Linked DNA regions of Zea mays: regions 1 and 2 are each linked to region 3. A link is a contact called in public Hi-C data. All regions are on one chromosome and are shown on one strand. The core of a region is the stretch at or near the end of the contact, and the rest is flanking DNA. Distances in the headings are between cores, read along the strand shown.

The links. A called contact is a pair of places that touch in the nucleus more often than the background predicts.
Region 1: a Hi-C map of ear shows a contact between it and region 3, with 2.5 times the contacts expected there. The contact joins the promoter of LOC100278138 here to the promoter of LOC100275637 in region 3. A contact is called at or near these places in 3 of 25 Hi-C or Micro-C datasets (ear, leaf and tassel).
Region 2: a Hi-C map of ear shows a contact between it and region 3, with 3 times the contacts expected there. The contact joins the promoter of LOC100283783 here to the promoter of LOC100275637 in region 3. A contact is called at or near these places in 2 of 25 Hi-C or Micro-C datasets (ear and leaf).

What each region holds. Positions count from the first base shown.
Region 1 is chr1:194,599,746-194,603,142 of Zm-B73-REFERENCE-NAM-5.0, forward strand. It overlaps LOC100278138, which reads left to right and starts at 1,555. Exons shown (of 13, transcript XR_004855425.1): 1 at 1,555-2,229.
Region 2 is chr1:194,660,027-194,662,954 of Zm-B73-REFERENCE-NAM-5.0, forward strand. It overlaps LOC100283783 (SNF1-related protein kinase regulatory subunit beta-2), which reads left to right and starts at 1,618. Exons shown (of 3, transcript NM_001369885.1): 1 at 1,618-1,772. It overlaps LOC103642362 (a long non-coding RNA gene), which reads left to right. Exons shown (of 6, transcript XR_002266304.3): 5 at 35-553; 6 at 657-1,080.
Region 3 is chr1:194,421,735-194,425,073 of Zm-B73-REFERENCE-NAM-5.0, forward strand. LOC100275637 reads right to left here and starts at 1,619. Exons shown (of 3, transcript NM_001374080.1): 1 at 1,364-1,619; 2 at 1,115-1,249; 3 at 822-1,027. The coding sequence starts at 1,573. The coding sequence ends at 956.

The DNA.
Region 1 (3,397 bases), core at 305-2,804, 180 kb after region 3:
CGTCGAAACCTAGTACATTGCCGCAGGCCATTGTTGTGCGCAATTACTTTGGATGAGGCAAACACTTAGGGACTATGGCTACAAATTGAGCAAAGTCCCTCTCCTATGTGATAATGAGAGTGCAATCCGCATGGCGGATAATCCTGTTGAACACAGCCGCACTAAGCACATAGACATCCGGTATCACTTTTTGCGAGATCATCAACAAAAGGGGGATATCGAAATAGCTTATGTGAGCACCCACAACCAATAGCCGATATATTTACCAAGCCACTAGATGAGAAAACCTCTAGCAAACTTAGGAATGAGCTAAATATACTTGATTCTCGAAACTTTGATTGAAGCATTGCACACATAGCTCATGCATATACCTTTGATCATGTCTCTTTCATTTGGTACAAATGCATATTTCTTATTCTTCTTGTGCCAAGACTACGACTAATGTGCTTTCAAGTGTATCTCTATACTTAGTCGTAGATTGAAAGGGAAAAGGAGTATTCGACAAAGACAAGGCTTCCACTCCAACTCTGACGATATCATTAACCCTTTGTCATTACTCCTACAACTCTCATTGGTATGAATCTGCACTCGTATTAATTTTACCATTTGGGATAAAATATTAGGCCCCAAAAGGGGAGAAAAATGCATAGGGCTCTCAAGTTCTCCGTTTTTGATGCTTAATGCCAAAGGGGGAGAAAATATTAAGCCCAAAGCAAAAGGACCGCACCACCATTTCAAAAAATTTCAAAACAAAATTTTCAATTGTTGTATTTTTCAATTAGTATCTAATTTTCAATTGATATGTGAAAATAAAATTTCAAATTGGTATTTATCTCAAAAACCCTCTTGAAAGCTAAGAGGAGAATTTATTCAGGGGAGCTTTTATATAGTCAAAGGAAAAGCATTTGAAACAGGGGGAGGAATTTCAAATCTTAGAAATGCTTTTTGCAATCTTATTCCTATACCTTTCATTATTTGCAAAAGATTTTGAAAAGATTTTCCAAAAGAATTGCAAAAACAAACATGTGGTGAAAATGTGGTCCAAAATATTAAATAAAAGAAAGGCAAACCATTCACTCTTATTAATATGTTTAAAATCTTTCATTGGTTTCATTCCAAGTAACCATTGCACATCTATCTCAATTGCAAACTAGTTACATCTCTGCACACCATATCTGCTTTGGTTTGTGTTGGCATCAATCACCAAAAAGGAGAGATTGAAAGGGAAATAGGGTTAGTTCCTCGGTCTACAAGCCGTCGCTTGGCCTTCACCTTCGCTTAGTTCCTCGAAGCCCTTTCCTTGCTATCTTCACCCTATCAAGCCATTCATGAGTCACATCCTATTGAGCATCCATTGAGAATCATTTCTTCAATATTGTGAACCTTGCTTGAATGTCATCTAGATATAACTACTAAGATCAATCAAGCTCTGGTTTGATTCTCATATCTATACTACTTATTAAGAACACAAGGGTAGCCTGCCTCCTTGCGTTCTGCCGTTAGACAATCTCAACCGTCTGTTCTATCCTTCTCTGATCTAAACCGTCCGATCCCACACAACAGTCCCACTCCTCCATCCTGCCCACCAGCCCCGAAGCCATTGCGCCCCGAAGCCGTCGCAGATGCTGTTGCGGAGGCCCGGGACCGAAATTTAACTGCGGTTGGTGAGGTGGCGGCGGACCGGGTGGCGGCGGGGGCGGGGGCCCAGCGTGGTAGGGCGGCGCCGGCATCCTGTTTAGGGCGCCTGCGGTGGCGGCGGCGTGTACGGATTCATCTGCGGCGGGTAGCCGCCCTGCGGAGGCGGCGGTGCGTACGGCCTGTAAGACGCCATCGCGCGGCGGCTAGGGTTCCTCGGAACCCGAGCCCCAGCACACAGACACCGCGCCGGCGGACACTGCTCGCTCCCCCTTCTCCTCCGTCGCCGCCACCGCAGAAGCCTCTACCACTGCACGTCCGAGGCCACCGACACATATTCTACCAAATCTATGGGAGCGCGAGGTAGTCGGCGTCTCGGCGATTTGGCGAGGAGCTGGAAGGAAGGAAGGAAGGGGCGATGAGAATTTCACGACAGCTTGTGAATCCTCGCCTAGGATGCCGACGGGCACGGCGCCCACGGTGGTCACCTTCTGCGCCTCTTCGAGGTGGTGCTCATCGGCTCCATAGATCTGGCACCATGCTTAGCCGACCATGGCGAGGCCATCAAGGAGGACACCGGCCACGATCCGTCAGGTTTCTCTCCCTCCTCTTTCCCTCTGTGTCTGTGATGTCGGGGTTGGATATGCATTGCAATGGGGGGCGTGATGGTGCGGTTGGAACTCATAACCATCCCCAATCAGTGTGAAGCGGTGGTGTGGGTGTCCCACTTGGGAGACTCGAGCACTGCGCATCCGGCAGCTTGTCTGGTGGGGGTCTATAGGGATTTTTTTACTTTCTCTACTCTCAACTCGAGTGTTTCAAAAGCATCTTACACCCGTCTGTCAGATGGCTTTAAAACACTCGAAACTGGATAGATAACAGAATCGAGTGTTTATAGGCTATGGAACACTCAATTCTCATATCAGATAGAAAAAAACAAACCAAATTATTTCTATGGAAGCCAAATTGGAAGGTTTGCAGAGGGGAACCAAATAAAACATGCATACAAACAAAAAATAGAACAACAAGAAATAAACAGATAACTGTTCGTGCAATCCAAATGATCATTCTCAATAATAAACAACCAATTTACATCAGTCGGATACACAACACACAAACACAGATAGTAAAGCATGATATAGTAAGATGTAATACGGAACTACTGGGCCAAAGCAGACCGGACGTAATCAAATCGAAGAAGGGATTCACAGATTCAAATAAGAGATGGAATTGTCTGGTGCCTTGGATTGCTGATTGAGGTGATGCAGGGCCGGTCCTGAGGTTTTATGGACCCGGGGCAAAACAAAAAATTGGGGCCCTTTAAAACTGTATATATATTTTTTACTTTCTTCTAAGTACATAAGCAAAATTTTGAAAGATAAAAGTCTATAATATATCAAAATAACTTCAAATCTTTGTACATATTACTTCAAAAAAATTCTAACATTTCTTGATGCAAAGTCATTGATAATAGTGTTATTATCAACCTCGTCTAATAATTTTTCTCAATACATAAAGTAGCTAATTCGTTGAGACGATCTTGAGACATCGTTGACCTTAAATAGTTCTTCAACAATTTTAACTTTGAAAAGCTTATCTTAGTCGATGCCACAGTCACGTCACATGCACAGTAAATAATATTCGATAAGTGATTGAAATATTTGGATACGAATCTATTTGCCGAACATATTAAAAAATCTCCATAGAAGACATTAGTCTTTCAGGGCACGAGGCCGGTGGCCAGCAACAGGTCGTCAGGCCG
Region 2 (2,928 bases), core at 368-2,867, 240 kb after region 3:
CTTTGGGAGGCTTACCACTTCTATCATCTTTCAGAGCCGCTCTTGCATTTGGGAGTGAGATGTCTGGCGGAATCTTAGACATCCATGTTGACCACCTCTGGATCCATGACTCCTCCAAGGGTATTTCTTTCAGACCTCACCGACCGTGGGGGTTACATAGAAGACGTGGTATCAACAGATGCTTGGAAAGTTTTCTGTCGCCAAATGGGAAACAAGATATTGTAGGCCTGGAGCCGTGAAACAACGACACCGCAAGACTGTACAACAGCTTCAGGTGAGCAGCCATCTATGAGCAGCCCTCCTGCCATTGAGGCCTGTGCTGGCAACGACGGAAGCCATTTGGTGGGATCTCAGCCAGATGCTACGCCATATGCTTCTACCAGCACAACGCAGAGGATGAGTTCCGAAGCATTAGCAAGCCAGCAATGTGGATCACTACCACAAATTTCGATAAATCGAGCTGAACGTACCCTTGAGATGAAGGGCAGCCCCAATAATCTTCACTGACACCCAGGCATGCAGCAAACTACGAATGGTTTCAATGATGTTCCAGGTGCCAAACCAGACTCTTAACTACACTTGTACGGTTAATGTTCCATTTCTCATGACCATTTTAGTTCAAAGTTCATGACCTTTGTGTGTCTGTCTTTTTTCAGGACCAATGATGTTCCCACATGTGGCTCAACTGGTGGTGAATCAGATGCAGACACATACGGCTGATTGATAATGTTGTGTGTGTGCCGGGGGGGGTCGGGTCGCCTTTGATCCGTCGCGCCTCAACCTGGGGCTGCAACTGTGAGCCTGTTGTGTAATTGCTTAAGTAGTTATTAGGATGATAGCGTGCATAGATGTGTTGGGTGGATGCTGTAACAGCGGTGACCGGTGAGTTGCGATTCTGAATGTGTAGCAGAAAAACCACAACCGAAATGAAACATCTGTATAGATTATCGAGGATTTTTTAGCATGAAACCGTGCGAATCAGTTTGTCTATTGTCTGTATGGTTTATATATAGACATCAAACTGACGGTGTTCCCGGACTGCTTAATCTCTGCTGCCAGTAACATGATTAGGAGTGACAAGAGAGGCCATGCTTGTTTAGAGCAAAATCAGCCATGCACCAAATAACAAGTGAGGTTGGTGCTTTCTATCTCAACTATGATGGTTTAATCGCTGGATCTTATCTTCATTACTACATAGTTAGATCCTTTAATATTTGGTGCATGGCTGATTTTTGTCACTCATTACCTAGATCAACTCACTTGTTATGATTGTTGAGTTGTTTTTTGATAACATCACTAAACAATGTCATATCCGTGTATAAGTGTCCCCGTTGCAACGCACGGGCATATGCCCTTCACCCAATCACTTGCAGCTTAAAGGGCATCTGAATTAGTGGTTTTAAGGTATTAACATTACAATTTTTGGTACATCTCAATATTGTCTCATGTGCATTGGGTGAAGGATTTTATCGTATTGATTCCGTAGCAACGCACGGGCATATACCTAGTGAATTATGAAAAAAGGCTAGAGGAAGGCCCGTGGCCTGTGGGCGGCCTGGCGCGCTCTTTCTGACGCCGTCGATGCATAACCCGCATCCCCCTTCCGCGGCATCCATCGTCGGCTCCTCGTGCGTTGTCTCTCTCTCTCTCTGTCTCTCTCTCTCTCGTCCCCCTCGCTCTCAGACGACCGGTGGGCCGCCGCCGCCGACGCCGCAATAAGCCAGGTGCTGAGGCTCTTGTTGGTCTCTTCGCCAGCGAGGAGCACCCAGCAGGTACTCCCACCCGTCCTCCTCCCTTCTCTTCATGCTGCGCGAAGCTGAACACTGAAACCCTAATCTAAAGCTATTTAGCTATTTTACAAGCTTCCGAACTTCGATGTTTTTGCAAAAATTACTGGGTGCACATGTGTACACCGATGTTCCTTTACTGGATCCGCCCCTGCGGTGAAGCTCCAGCAAGGAGCAGCCCATACCCTGCGGTGGCACATGGGGAAGTATGTGGCTGGTTTTGTGATACTTATCATGTTTGCCAAACAATCATCCAGATCCTAGACCTATGTGCACATAATTTCCTAGTCACTAATATTCATACGAAGATAATTTTCCTAAATTGCTGTTAGAAGAAGGAAAAATGAAGTAGATCAACCAACAAATCACAGAGCACGACACATAGATTTACGTGGAAAACCCTTTGATGCGAAGGGAAAAACCACGGGCTCTAGCCAGGCGAAACCTTCACTACACGTGGAGTGTTTACAGAACGCCATCCGTAGACGGTGGCTTACAAGAGGATAATGACGACGCGCAGCAAACCCTAATTAGGGTCACTAATATATACCGCGGGGGTCTCCGCCCCCCGCACCCCCTGCCGTGTAGGGCTGGGTCGGAGCGTAGCGATGCCAACAAGGCCTCTATATGCAGAATTTGGACCACAAACTCAACAATTGCCAAGCAGGCCCTTACAAAGGATAATTCATGTACTCAACTGCAATGTAAGTGGAGAGGGACTGCCATATACTGGACTGTGATACCTTGCCTGAAATATTTTCCTAGTATATGACCGTGACCTTTTCCCAAGTACTTTAGGCTAAAATTGATCTATTGGAATACCATTTGGATTCTTATTGTTGCTTCAAATCTTTTAGCCGTATGATCATCCCATTTAGTAATGTCCTAAGTTCAAAAATGATTGCTGGTGAAATGCCATTCAATTGCGTTTGATCTGTATGGGAACAGCAAAAGATCTGAATTTAATTTTGCCTAGAATTTTATCAAATCTGGATTCTGACATATCGAAGTCAATATGTATTCATAGTTTTATCTTCATCACAAAGCTTGCTGCTTTTTATGTAATTTCAGTTCTACTCGGTTCATAATTCATCTTATTACTTGCCCCCCCCCCCCCCCCCCCCACCCGGCGGTAAATGGT
Region 3 (3,339 bases), core at 369-2,868:
AGAAAAGAAAGAGTCGTAGCACTCCGTTGATACTTGAGTTTATATTCGTCCTCACCTTTTTATCTCCATCAATCTATTAGCTACAAGAGAAAGAATTATAGATTATCTCTTTAAACTCTTGTACGTGGTGGTGCCCGACGTGTCCAGATGCAACGCCATCCGTTTATGTTCCCGCTTTCTTCAGTACATACTGTGTTTTTTAGGTACTTCCCGTACCTCGGTCGGTACTGCAGTACTGCTCGTTACCCACTTACCCATCGCCGTAGCTGATGTTCTGCGCGCGGTAAAAATTACACACACACACCGAGCCGGACGACGACGCGAACTAGAACAGGCCGGCCCATCTCGAAGCCCATCTCGAAGCACCACAAAAGGGATCCAGTCCCGATGCCGTACCAGTGTAGCTGAGTAGGCCCATTCAAGCATCGTCCATTTTCTTTTTCTGTCAGGCGATCGAAACGCGTTGACGGAAATCTGACGAGCTTTTCTGAAAATCTGGCTGTGGGGAGAATCTGAGTATCATTACGATTACGTGTGGAGGAAGATAAAGTTGTTTATAGGGCTCAGGATCTAGAAAGTGACGGATTCCTACTATTACAACGACTCAACCGATTACGTGTTTATGTTGATTTTGGATGGTTTTTGCCCTAATGAATTGTATAGAAGCTGACTGAAAAGCTGAGCGTTTGTCAGTCCGCAGCAGCTTTTGGTGGCCAGAAGCTGCTAGAAGCCGAAACAAACAGGCACCAAGCATGTCTGAAGGAAGAGCGAGCATCTCTGCGTGTGAAATTAAAACTGTATACGTGCACAGACAGGTGTTCTACTGTAAACACGGTCAGAATATAATAATTCTCCTTTAAATATCTTCAGAAGATAATAGTAGTAATTCACACAGATCTCTTCTGCAGACTCATACATGGATTTGGAACAAACACGTGCGACCACCATGACACGCTCACGATTCAGTGCTCTCTGGGAAGGTGACGCACTTGTACACCCTGCATCTTGGGCACAGGATGAAGCCCGCCTGCATGCATGCATGTACACATGTAACACCATCAGAATTCAGAAGAAGAGATGGAGTGGAGGCGAAGAAATAGTCTTTGTTACTGACAGCCTTGCAGGTGGGGCAGCGGCGGTACACCCGGCTGCCGGTCTCCGACTTGACGTTGTTCTTCTTGCCCTGGCAGAAGTCGCAGAGCACCCACCCCGCGCCGCCGCACGCTCCGCACCCGCCTACGCCTTCTTCCTTGGGACAAATCGATTCACGGCAAGGCAAGAGACGCATGCGGCAGCATCAGCTTTGCCGCGCCCGGCCTTGCTTTCTGAGGTACGTAATACGGTGCTGAGACCGATGACTGACCTCGGTGCCGTCGACGGCAAGCGGCGGCAGCTCGGCCTGCTCCCGCGGGACGGACGCGCATCCGACGACCTTGCCGCCGTTCCTCCTCGCACGCCCGCGCCGTGGCATCGCCGCCCGGGACGGTGCCGGCGGTGAGCCGCAGCGGCATGGCCCAAGCCCAAGCCCAATCCACCGGTCCAGGCTCGCGGCCACGCTGCTCCACTGCGCCATGCCGCAGGAGCTGTGCCTGTGCGGCTGCGGTACCTTCTCCTCTTCTCCACCGCTCCTTCTCCTTTCGTGGATAATAAACCCAGCGACAGCGAGTGGAGTGGAAGTAAGCCTAACGCTCTCTGACGCCATGGCCCCACGCGAATCCACCTGCTGCTGGCACTCGTTCTCCCGCATCCATTGCACGGTCAACGTGGTCCTGGGCCCTGGGCAAACGCAACGGGCCCAAACTTCCAGCGGATCACTTCAAAAGCAAACGAAAGGTGCTGAGTTCAATTCAAAGTCACATCTGAAATTTGCTTTTTAGCTAATTTTCTCGAATCACCTTTACATCTGTTTTTATCTGCGATGCCTTTTAGCTTTCACACAGCCTATAATTCACACCCCATAACTTTAAGCAGCCTTTTCAACCAAATAACGCCTAATAAGTTTTAAAACTTCGCCTACCCCGGCCCTTCTTCAAACTTGATTCGTCCTTTCTTTGCAACAACCTTCGACCCCTTCATCTGCTTAGAGACTAGCGATGGCAGACTTGTCCTCAACATAAATAAGAGCAATGCAGTATCTCTAAATCTACGCCTTTAGGAAGGATACGATGATGTCATGGCAATGACACTAAGGTATCAAATGTCCCTAATGCTCCATTTAGATGCCAATATTGGAGTGGATGGAATTGAATTGAGTTGAATACCAAATCAGGCATGTCATTGAAATGAGATGTAATTTCAATTCTATTGTTTGGATGTCACTGAATTAGAGTTTAGAATTGTGTTCCGGGGGTGAGGGCCCGATGATTATATACTAGGTGCCCTCGGAGGCGAGGGCCCTTGATGGTTGTGTTTGTCATATGCCCTAGGGCATGGGCGCGAAATTTTTTCCGTCTCAGATCTCAAGGCCAGAGGGGGCCACAGAGGTCTACCTGTTAGATTCCTTGGGTCGTGAGGAGCCCTCCACGATGTGAGTGGTCCTAAGGGTTGCCTTTTAGACGTCCCTAGATGTGAGGGGCCTTGGAGTGTTCCCGAGGCATATGGGATCGCTAGGTCCAATTTGGTATTCTTTTTATGGTCTGTAGATCTTCTCAAGAGGATCCTTATGCAAGTCCTGACAACGGTCATGGCCTCGAGGGTATGCCTTCCCCTAGGTGCTGATAAGGGCCCCTAGATCCACTACCGGACTGCCCTTCTGGTGGGCCTAGACCTTGTGACACCTCACATATCGGTATAGCCTAGAAACTGTTGCGTCTTTTAATATCATTTTATAGATATTATATCATGTTGTTTGGTATTCACTGAAGTGTGTCGTTCGGTCCGGGACTTAAGACACCAGAGCGGCGCACACATATGGCCATTCTTATCATGGCGGGATATGACAACCCATTGATCTCAATGGTTATGATTGTTGAAAGTCACCTAGAGTGGGGGTGAATAGGCGGAATCTGAAATTTATAACTTAAAAGACAAACTACAAGCCGAGGTTAGCGTTAGAAAAAAATATGAGTCCGTGAGAGAGGGGGAAAACAAATCAACCAAGAAATAAAGCGGATGACACGGTGATTTATTTTACTGAGGTTCGTTTCTTGAAAACCTACTCTCCGTTGAGGTGGTCACAAAGACCGGGTCTCTTTCAACCCTTTCCCTCTCTCAAATGGTCACTTAGACCGAGTGAGCTTTCTCCTTAATCAAACGGGTCACTTAGACCCCACAAGGACCACCACAGACTTGGTGTCTCTTGCTTTGATTACAAGTCACTTGAAGAACAAGAATGAGGAA